3 separate regions of the Mus musculus genome follow, and regions 1 and 2 are each linked to region 3. A link is a contact called in public Hi-C and HiChIP or PLAC-seq data. All regions are on one chromosome and are shown on one strand. Each heading gives the region's core, a stretch centred on a gene start, on an enhancer-like site or on the middle of the called end of the contact. The rest is flanking DNA. Distances are from core to core; before and after follow the strand shown. Region 1 has its middle 71 kb from the start of Gm23860. Region 2 has its middle 38 kb from the start of Gm33752. Region 3 overlaps Tox (thymocyte selection-associated high mobility group box).

Region 1 (2,700 bases), core at 78-2,577, 850 kb after region 3:
AGAAAGAGAAACACTCCTCCATTGTTGGTGGGATTGCAAGCTTTTACAACCACTCTGGAAATCAGTCAGGCAGTTCCTCAGACTGGACATAGTACTACCGGAGGATCCTGCAATACCTCTCCTGGGCATATACCCAGAAGATGTTCCAACCGGTAAGAAGGACACATGCTCCACTATGTTCATAGCAGCCTTATTGATAATAGCTAGAAGCTGGAAAGAACCCAGATGCCCCTTAATAGAGGAATGGATACAGATAATATGGTACATTTACACAATGGAGTATTACTCAGCTATTAAAAAGAATGAATTTATGAAATTCCTAAGCAAATGGATGGACCTGGAGGGCATCATTCTGAGTGAGGTAACCCAATCACAAAAGAACTCACATGATACGTACTCATTGATAAGTGGATATTAGCCCAGAAACGTAAGATACCCAAGATACAAGATACAATTTTCAAAACACATCAAACTCAAGAAGAACGAAGACCAATGTGTGAACACTTTGCCCCTTCTTAGAATTGGGAACAAAACACTCATGGAATGAGTTACAGAGACAAAGTTTGGAGCTGAGACGAAAGGATGGACCATTTAGAGACTCCATCCCATAATCAGCCTCCAAACGCTGACACCATTGCATACACAAGCAATATTTTGCTGAAAGGACTCTGATATAGCTGTCTCTTGTGAGGCTAAGCTGGGGCCTAGCAAACACAGAAGTGTATGCTCATAGTCAGCTATTGGATGGATCATAGGGCCACCAATGGAGGAGCTAAAGAAAGTACCCAAGGAGGTAAAGGGGTCTGCAATCCTATAGGTGGAACAACATTTTGAACTAACCAGTACCCCCTGGAGCTCATGTCTCTAGCTGTATATGTATCAGAAGATGACATCGTCAGCCATCAGAGGAGAGGCCCATTGGTCTTGCAAACTTTATATGCCTCAGTACAGGGGAACACCAGGGCCAAGAAGTGGGAGTGGGAGTATAGGGGAGTGGGGGGGGCATATGGGGGATTTTGTGATAGCATTGAAAATGTAAATGAAGAAAATACCAAATAAATAAATAAATAAATAAATAAATAAATAAAAGAAGAGATAGGAAAAATGCTGAAGGAGCCGTTTATCAACCAAGCAGATCCCCCAGAACTCCCAGGGGCTAAACCAACAACCAAAGAGTACACACAGAGACACCCATGGCTCCAGCTGCATATGTAGCAGAGGATTGCCTTATCTGGCATCAAAGGGAGGGGAGATCCTTGGTCCTGTGAAGGTTGGACGCCTCAGTATAGAGGAATGCTAGAGAGGTGAGGCAAGAGTGTGGAGGGCACTCTCAAAGAAGCAGAGTGGAAGGAGAGGAGATAGGGGGTTTGAGGAGGGGAAACTGGGAAGGGAGCTAACACTTGATATATAAATTTAAAAAATAACCAAATATCAAAACAACAACAACAACTACAAAAATAGAAAGTGAAAAAAGAAAAGAGGAACTACATGGTGAAATGGTGCATACCAGTAGTACTGATGCAGCATGGGGACTGAACACTGGAGTCCACACATTTGCAGGCATATGAAGGAAAATCTCCAGGTTACTAACAAGACTGCTGACTAAGAAAATCATCTTGGGATCCCTACTGCTTGTGACCTTGGTTGCCAAAGACAGAGATGGGAAGGGAAGAAGGAAGGAAGGAGGCAATAATATATAGTATATAATTTATAATTTATTTCTGTGTCTTTAAATAGCCTTCACTGGTGTAAGAATTATTTTGATCTGATTTTGGAAAGTGCAAATACAAAAGAGATTCTGTTTTACATCTATAAAGAAACCACTATCATGAAGGGAAAAGACATGACAAGATCAGGACACATGCCTTTATACTACTGCGTATTAACTACAGGGACTTGCTGCACGCTGGATGATTAGCCCTGAGCCTTCTTCCAAACAAGGTGATGAAGAAGGCACCGACTTGAATCTTTACAGCATGATGATTGCATCATAACAGAGCCTCTCCCCACAGACTTTCTTCTTACCAAGAACAATATTTAAGCCTAATATCAAACCATTTTTTTAACTCTAAAGATTTACTGATTTCTCTCATGTGCACAAGAGGTTACAAAATATTCAAGTGTTTTTTCTCCTATTAATCTATCTTTTGTTACAGACAGTCCTAGATAAGACTTCATGAAGAATGAAAGGAAAAAAATCATTTTTGTTCCCGTATAGTTCTGGTAGACTTAAGGATATATGAGAGTTTGAAAAATAGAGTATATTATAGATAATGAACCCACTGTTGCAAAATCTCATGCTAGACCCCTTTGTTTTTCCAATCTGTGGTTATTCCATAAAACAAACAAACAAACAGGGACCACAAACATATCACAGTAAGCACAGTGTAGAATATACACAGAAGACAAAAATTTGTTACCAAGGAAGTGCATACTTGATTGACAAAAATTTTAAGACGATTGCTTTTGGAGGCAAAAGAGAAAACATGGCCAAGTAGCTGAGAAATTCAGAGCACACACAGTGTGTGCACAAATAGAAACTATCACTGTGGCCCTGAGTGGTCTAAGATGACCACAAATTATAAAGTTAGAAAAGGTGTAAAACTGAAAGCAAAACTTCCTGGAGCTATTCAGAACTGGGTTTGAAGAGACAGAAAAAGAATCAGCAAACTTCAGAGAGATCAACTGAAATTACACTAG
Region 2 (2,902 bases), core at 379-2,878, 790 kb after region 3:
AACTGCTGGGAATCTCCATTTCAAACACAAGTGAGAAGTAGAAGAGAAGGAATTGAGAAATTCAAAGACCGCCTTCAGTGACTCACTTTATACATACAGTAAGGCCCCACACCTCTTAAATGTACCTGTATATAGCTATCAACTGGGGACCAAGTGTTCAAACACCTAGGCCTGTTTGGAGATATTCTGATTCAAACCATTAACAGACTCAAATTTGAATGATCTGTTTTCCCACCAATGTATGATGCTGTGACTTGGTAGTACTTGTATTATAGTGAAGTTTCATGTGTCATGTAAGTTTTGAGCAATAATACACTTTTAAGAAGTTAGGCCTTAGGCTGAGGATGTAGAAGGGGAAGTCTACTTGAATGTGTAAGCATCTAGCTCACTTCCAAGGAGTGGAAGATGAAAGAGCAGAAAGAGGATTAAGAGGAGGGGACGAAAAGGAGGATGTTGAGTGGTCCAGAAAGCATGTCCTTTAGGAAGGGTTAATGAAGTCAGTTTACACAAGGAGTTGGTCCCCAGAACTGAAGTTTACAAAAAGAACTTGCCCAGTTCTAATTCTCCCTTTTAAAGTGTGTTTATGTTTTTTTTTTCTTTTCTGCTAGCATCTAGAGCAATGTGATGAAGCTAGCATGCAGCCTCTCCAGAAGCAACAGATGACAAAGGAATGCTTTGAAACATGCAGAAATGTTGGCTGATTAAGCCCTAGGAGTTGTGCTATAACAACACAACCTGTAATAAGACAAATATATTACAGAAGTTTAAGACTATATAATAGAATAAAATTAGGCGTGCTATCTAAAATGGTGAAGATTTGGATGTATTTCCGTAAGCCAATTGACTAAGGTGTTTCTTATGTCCTTATTCATATTATTTGAATGTTAGCAGTAATTTTGCCTTTTTTCTACATATTTTGAAGAATGATAGTCCAATTAATGTAACTCATCTCTCATTTTGAAAACTATACTTGTTTGCAAAAGAAAAAAATGTGATGGGACATAAATCACCACAAAAGTGTTTTTGCCAAGTGTTCCATTATACACGGTGGGAAAGACCTCTATGTACTTACCATGTCCTGACCATGCTTACAGGACTTCAGTAACCTGGAACACTTTTGCAAGTCTGTGAAATGGATAAGGGCAGGAAAGGCAGTGAAAATCCACTCACATGATAGGCATGAAATTGGTCCTAAAGCCTTCAGAAGGAAGCCAAACTTGGTATCACCAACCTGGCACCAACAGTCTAAAAGCTGATTTTCTGTCTACTTGGTGAACAGGTTGAAATATGTCATTGGAAAGTGTCAAATTCCAGACCTGAAATTTAAGGATCTGTTAAAGAAGGTCCCTCTGTGGTATCAAGCTCACCACACATTAGGTCAGTCAGAGACTTACAAAAAAGACTGGATCTTCTTTTCTGGTTGCAGAGTCTTCTGTTGGAGGAGACTGAAGCACAGGCAAGTGGAAGCTGTTCTTTCTCTTCAGAAAATGTGAACAGTATTCTGCATTCCTGTGGGAGACAGTCGAGTTAAGATGCCTATACTCCCCAGCTTGGCAGGTGTAACTACAGCTTTCATGCTGTCCCCTGTCAGTTCTGGCTTTGATTCCTTTGTCTTTTCATTGAGCTTTCATTGGTACAGCCTGCCACACCCTGGTACCTCTCTGCATTAGCCCTGAGGTTATGAAAACAGTTGGTAGGAGAGGTGGTAGGAAATAGAACTGTGTGTGCCTGGAGCACAAGGATCTTTCTAACTAACTTTATGAGCAGAATTTTTATTTTAATATCATCATCTTCTTCTTCATCATCCATTTTATTTCCCATTCACTGTCCCCCTCCTGGTCACCCCCTGCCACAATCCTTTCTCATACCCTCTCCCCTTCTCTTATGAGTGTGTGCCCCCTGCCCAGGCATCCTCCCACTCTGGCACATTAAATCTCTGTGATGCTAGGTGTTTCCTCTCCTGTTGAAGCCAGACAAGGTAGCCCAACAAGAAGAACATATCCCACATACAGGCTATACCTTTCGGAATAGCCTCTGTTTCAGTTGTTTGGGACCCACACACGGACCAAGCTGTACATCTGCTACATACGTGTGCGAAGGCCTAGGTCCAGCCTGTGTATGTTCTTTGGTTGGTGGTTCAGAATCTGAGATTTCCAAGAATCCAGGTTAGTTGGTTTTGTTGATCTTCCTGTGAAATTCCTGTCCCCTTCAGGGCCCACAATCTTTTCCCATATTCTTTCATAAGACCCCCAAAGCTCTATCCAGTATTTGGCTGTGGGAATCTGTATTTGTCTGAGTCGGCTTTTAGGTGGAGGCTCTCAAAGGACAACATGCTTCTGTCAACAAGCATAATAGAGTATCATTAATAGTGTCAGAGATTGGTGCTTGTCCATGGTATGGGTCTCCAGTTGGGCCAGTTATTGGTTGTCCATTTCCTTAGTGTGTGCAGATTATATGAATTCAAAGCTTCCTCGGAGATCACTACATTTTGAATATATCTCCAAAGTTCTTATGCTTGTTTGAAACTCAATCTACACATTCACGTATTGGTGGTTTTTTAAAGTGAGGCCTTTGGGATTAAAAATATTACATAAGATCCTGAGTATGAAGTATCCATGATAGGATTATTAGATCTACCAGAAGAAAGAAACCCCAACTTTTATGTTCTCACCTTCTATGCCCTCTCCCAGATAATAAAGCAGCAAGGAGTATCTCACCAGGTGCCAGCAATTTGAACTTAAACTTTGCATCCTCCTGAATTGAGAACCAACTAAACTTTCATTTCGTAAAAATTGCCCCGTTAGTGGTACTGTTGCAGCAGCAAAACCAAAACCTAAGAGCTCGCTTGGGAGGGCTGGCCACACAGATAACTTTCACAACCATTTGGCAATAGTAACCAGAG
Region 3 (2,700 bases), core at 176-2,675:
AAAGACCACTAATGATAACTTAGGCTCAACTAAAAATGAATGTCAATAAATGGTTCTATAAGCACTTACGCTCATAATAGATGCAATAGCATCTCTGAATAAATATTAACATGTAAAACTGCTATTTATCATGTCAACGCAATCAATAGAGACCATATTTCTGGACTAGGAATGCATCAGTAATCTTTCTGCATTTGCCCGAAATCACAAAGCAAAAATGCAAGCACTGTCACAAGACATTTATTGTATTCAATTGGATCCAAACTGGTTGCTGTGGAAAAGGCAATTTAAGCTCGTGCAACAAAATAGTCTATGTATATATGAATAAATTATTTTTACTATGATTCCTTTCTATTTTCTTTACCTGCCTAAGATGCAGATTTTCAATAAGAGACTCCTACAGCTTAGTAGAGTGTGAGTCTGGTAGACTTCTGAGTCACTCTCCCACTCAAATCATTAGCTGCCCCCTCGATTATCATGAAGGATAATACACTGTTGAGGGTGTCTATATTGCTTCTTTACTGTTCACAGCTACAATCACCTCCATGAGAAAGGCAGACTTCTTTCCTTTAAGAGTCCATTTTTCTTTTTACCTCTGGGAGGCGTGATACCTCCATCAGGCTGCTGGGGACCAGCACCTTTCCACTACAGTCACTGCTTTCTGCAGTAGTTGCAATGAACATCTGCTGCTATCACACTGAGGCGGTTAGAGACTCATACTACTGTGTTTGGAAATAAATGAATTTGGAAAGGCCATGTCCATGCACACTGTACTTTGATCTCACTCCTCCTTCACTTCCCCTTCTTCTCTCTCCTTCTCCATCTCTCTTTGTCTCTCTATCTCTCTCTGTCTTAATATCTCTCTCTCCCTCCCTTCTCCCTCCCTCTCTCTCTTCAGCTTGCATACTACCCTAAGAAATTTGCCTTTCTTTGTCTTTCTCCAGTGTCTCTCAAAACACCAACACACTGTCCCTGGCACCATATCATCCCCTAGAGGGAGACAGGCATAACAAGTGAGCTTTGCTGCTTAATTGTAAAGCTTTGAGGTCACTTTAAAACTAGTATTTAATGACTTGCTCTCCTTTGCTAAGGGTGCCCTTGAGATAATTTTCATAGAGGCATGCTGTTATTAAACACCTGTTAGATGCTAGATTTCTCAGAAGAATGAGACACACTCTTTATAACTTAAGTAAACGAAATAAACAAGAACAATGGTATTAAATGCCTGATGGACATTATAATAGGACATGCTTCTTACACTGGTTTTAAACTGTAATTTACCAGGTCATATTATTCTGAATATTATATTACAAATTCGGAGCAGGTGTTTAAAGCTATTTTCCTACTTGATTAGATGTTAACTCATTCTCTCTGCATAACTGAAGCTTTGCTTCAGATCTTCTGATAACAGAAACGGAAGCTGGGAAACCACAGCTCAATAATAAGGTGAATGGAAAAAGAGTTGGTTTCCGTCTCTCGCAACTGCTTTCCTTCATGTGTTCCACTCAAAAAGAAAAAGAGAGAGTGTGCGTTCTCGATTGTACCAACAACCATGGCATAAAGGCTAAGCACACCTGACTGCTTTGCACTCCCTAGTGGCATAAAAGCTTCAGTTTCGAAAGGTTTTCAAGTAATCTAAATTTTTAAAAATTTTCTCTAAGACCATAAGTTGCAAGTCAAGACTGTGTGAACTCATAACGCCACGTAGTCCGTTGAAATTGTTCTAACAACTAACATGGTGATGTTCCAAGGAAAACTGCAGTTGTCAGATGTCCTTGAATGGCAGCCTCACATGCTCCTCAGAGAAGCTGAGTCAGTTTCATGGACAAGGGTCTAAGTGAAGAGAAAACATCTGAAGCACCTGCATAGGAAGGCAGGGCAGGCGTTGGAAGGATCTCCCTTTCTGCCCTTACCCTTGACCTTAACCCTTGGGTTCGGTGACGCAGAAGAGCCCTCACATTTCACTCTAGGATAAAGAATATTCTAGAATAACAACTTTCAAGGTGGGCTGCGCTGTGGATAAAACATCCTTGGACAGACTCAAGATGCTGGGCCTGTGAGGTCATGCTGAGGTAAATGGCATGAGCATTTTTGCTGAAAGATTTTCCAGGCTTCCTGAGTGACACCGAAAGGTCCAGATGCACACAAACCACTTGCTGGCCTCCCCTCCATGCTGCCCTGGACTGTAGGGAGAGCTAACTCTGACTATGGGCAGACACTGAGTTTTCACACTGTGGACACAAAAGAATCTGCTTTGGAAATTTTTAAAATAATGTGCTCATAATTAATATCATTCTCGTTAAATGGGGCATTGAATTACAGGGTAGTCAATAATCCTACTGTAACCACTCAGGACCAAAAACAAATGTAATTTTATTCCTTTTTACACCACTGAGCATTTTTTAAAGAAACAGATCATCCTGTGTAGTTTGTGCAGGATTGATTCAACTAGATATTGTAACCTATCAACGACTCCTGAGACTTCTGTTTATAATTTTTACTTAGGTAAATCCTGATTAATTTTCTCAGCAGGATGCATTCTTTGCCTACATGAATAGTAAGCTCTCATTCACTTCTCTCAGTGATATGAATTTGGACCATAAGCTTTTTCACATCGAAAGGTCTATAAAATATCGCTGCTGTATTATTTTCAGAGTTCTGCATTTCCAACCTGCCTGGTCAAGAGATTTGTTAGTCTTC

What was found. HiChIP or PLAC-seq counts read pairs in DNA pulled down with a chosen protein or histone mark. A called contact is a pair of places that touch in the nucleus more often than the background predicts.
Region 1: a RAD21 HiChIP or PLAC-seq map of pro-B cells shows a contact between it and region 3, with 15 times the contacts expected there. The contact joins two enhancer-like sites. A contact is called at or near these places in 1 of 15 datasets of contacts at CTCF or cohesin (pro-B cells) and 4 of 115 datasets of contacts at active chromatin or transcription factors (T-cell acute lymphoblastic leukemia, acute myeloid leukemia, double positive thymocytes and 1 more).
Region 2: a Hi-C map of Th1 cells shows a contact between it and region 3, with 6 times the contacts expected there. The contact joins two enhancer-like sites. A contact is called at or near these places in 1 of 15 datasets of contacts at CTCF or cohesin (pro-B cells), 4 of 484 Hi-C or Micro-C datasets (CD4 T cells, the N1E-115 cell line and Th1 cells), 2 of 115 datasets of contacts at active chromatin or transcription factors (DN3 thymocytes and T-cell acute lymphoblastic leukemia) and 1 of 9 other capture datasets (embryonic tail).

The regions. Positions count from the first base shown.
Region 1 is chr4:7,748,839-7,751,538 of GRCm38.p6, forward strand. No RefSeq gene overlaps it. Among named protein-coding and RNA genes, the nearest start is that of Gm23860, 71 kb to the right of the region's middle. Within about 2 kb of position 1,328, at least 12 of the 459 cell types and tissues checked have an H3K27ac peak or open chromatin away from gene starts, as enhancers often do. A contact at or near this core is called in pro-B cells, where this site is marked.
Region 2 is chr4:7,685,798-7,688,699 of GRCm38.p6, forward strand. No RefSeq gene overlaps it. Among named protein-coding and RNA genes, the nearest start is that of Gm33752, 38 kb to the left of the region's middle. Within about 2 kb of position 1,629, at least 15 of the 459 cell types and tissues checked have an H3K27ac peak or open chromatin away from gene starts, as enhancers often do. A contact at or near this core is called in Th1 cells, where this site is marked.
Region 3 is chr4:6,900,851-6,903,550 of GRCm38.p6, forward strand. The region is part of intron 1 of Tox (thymocyte selection-associated high mobility group box); the gene reads right to left. Among named protein-coding and RNA genes, the nearest start is that of Tox, 89 kb to the right of the region's middle. Within about 2 kb of position 1,426, at least 45 of the 459 cell types and tissues checked have an H3K27ac peak or open chromatin away from gene starts, as enhancers often do. A contact at or near this core is called in Th1 cells and pro-B cells, where this site is marked.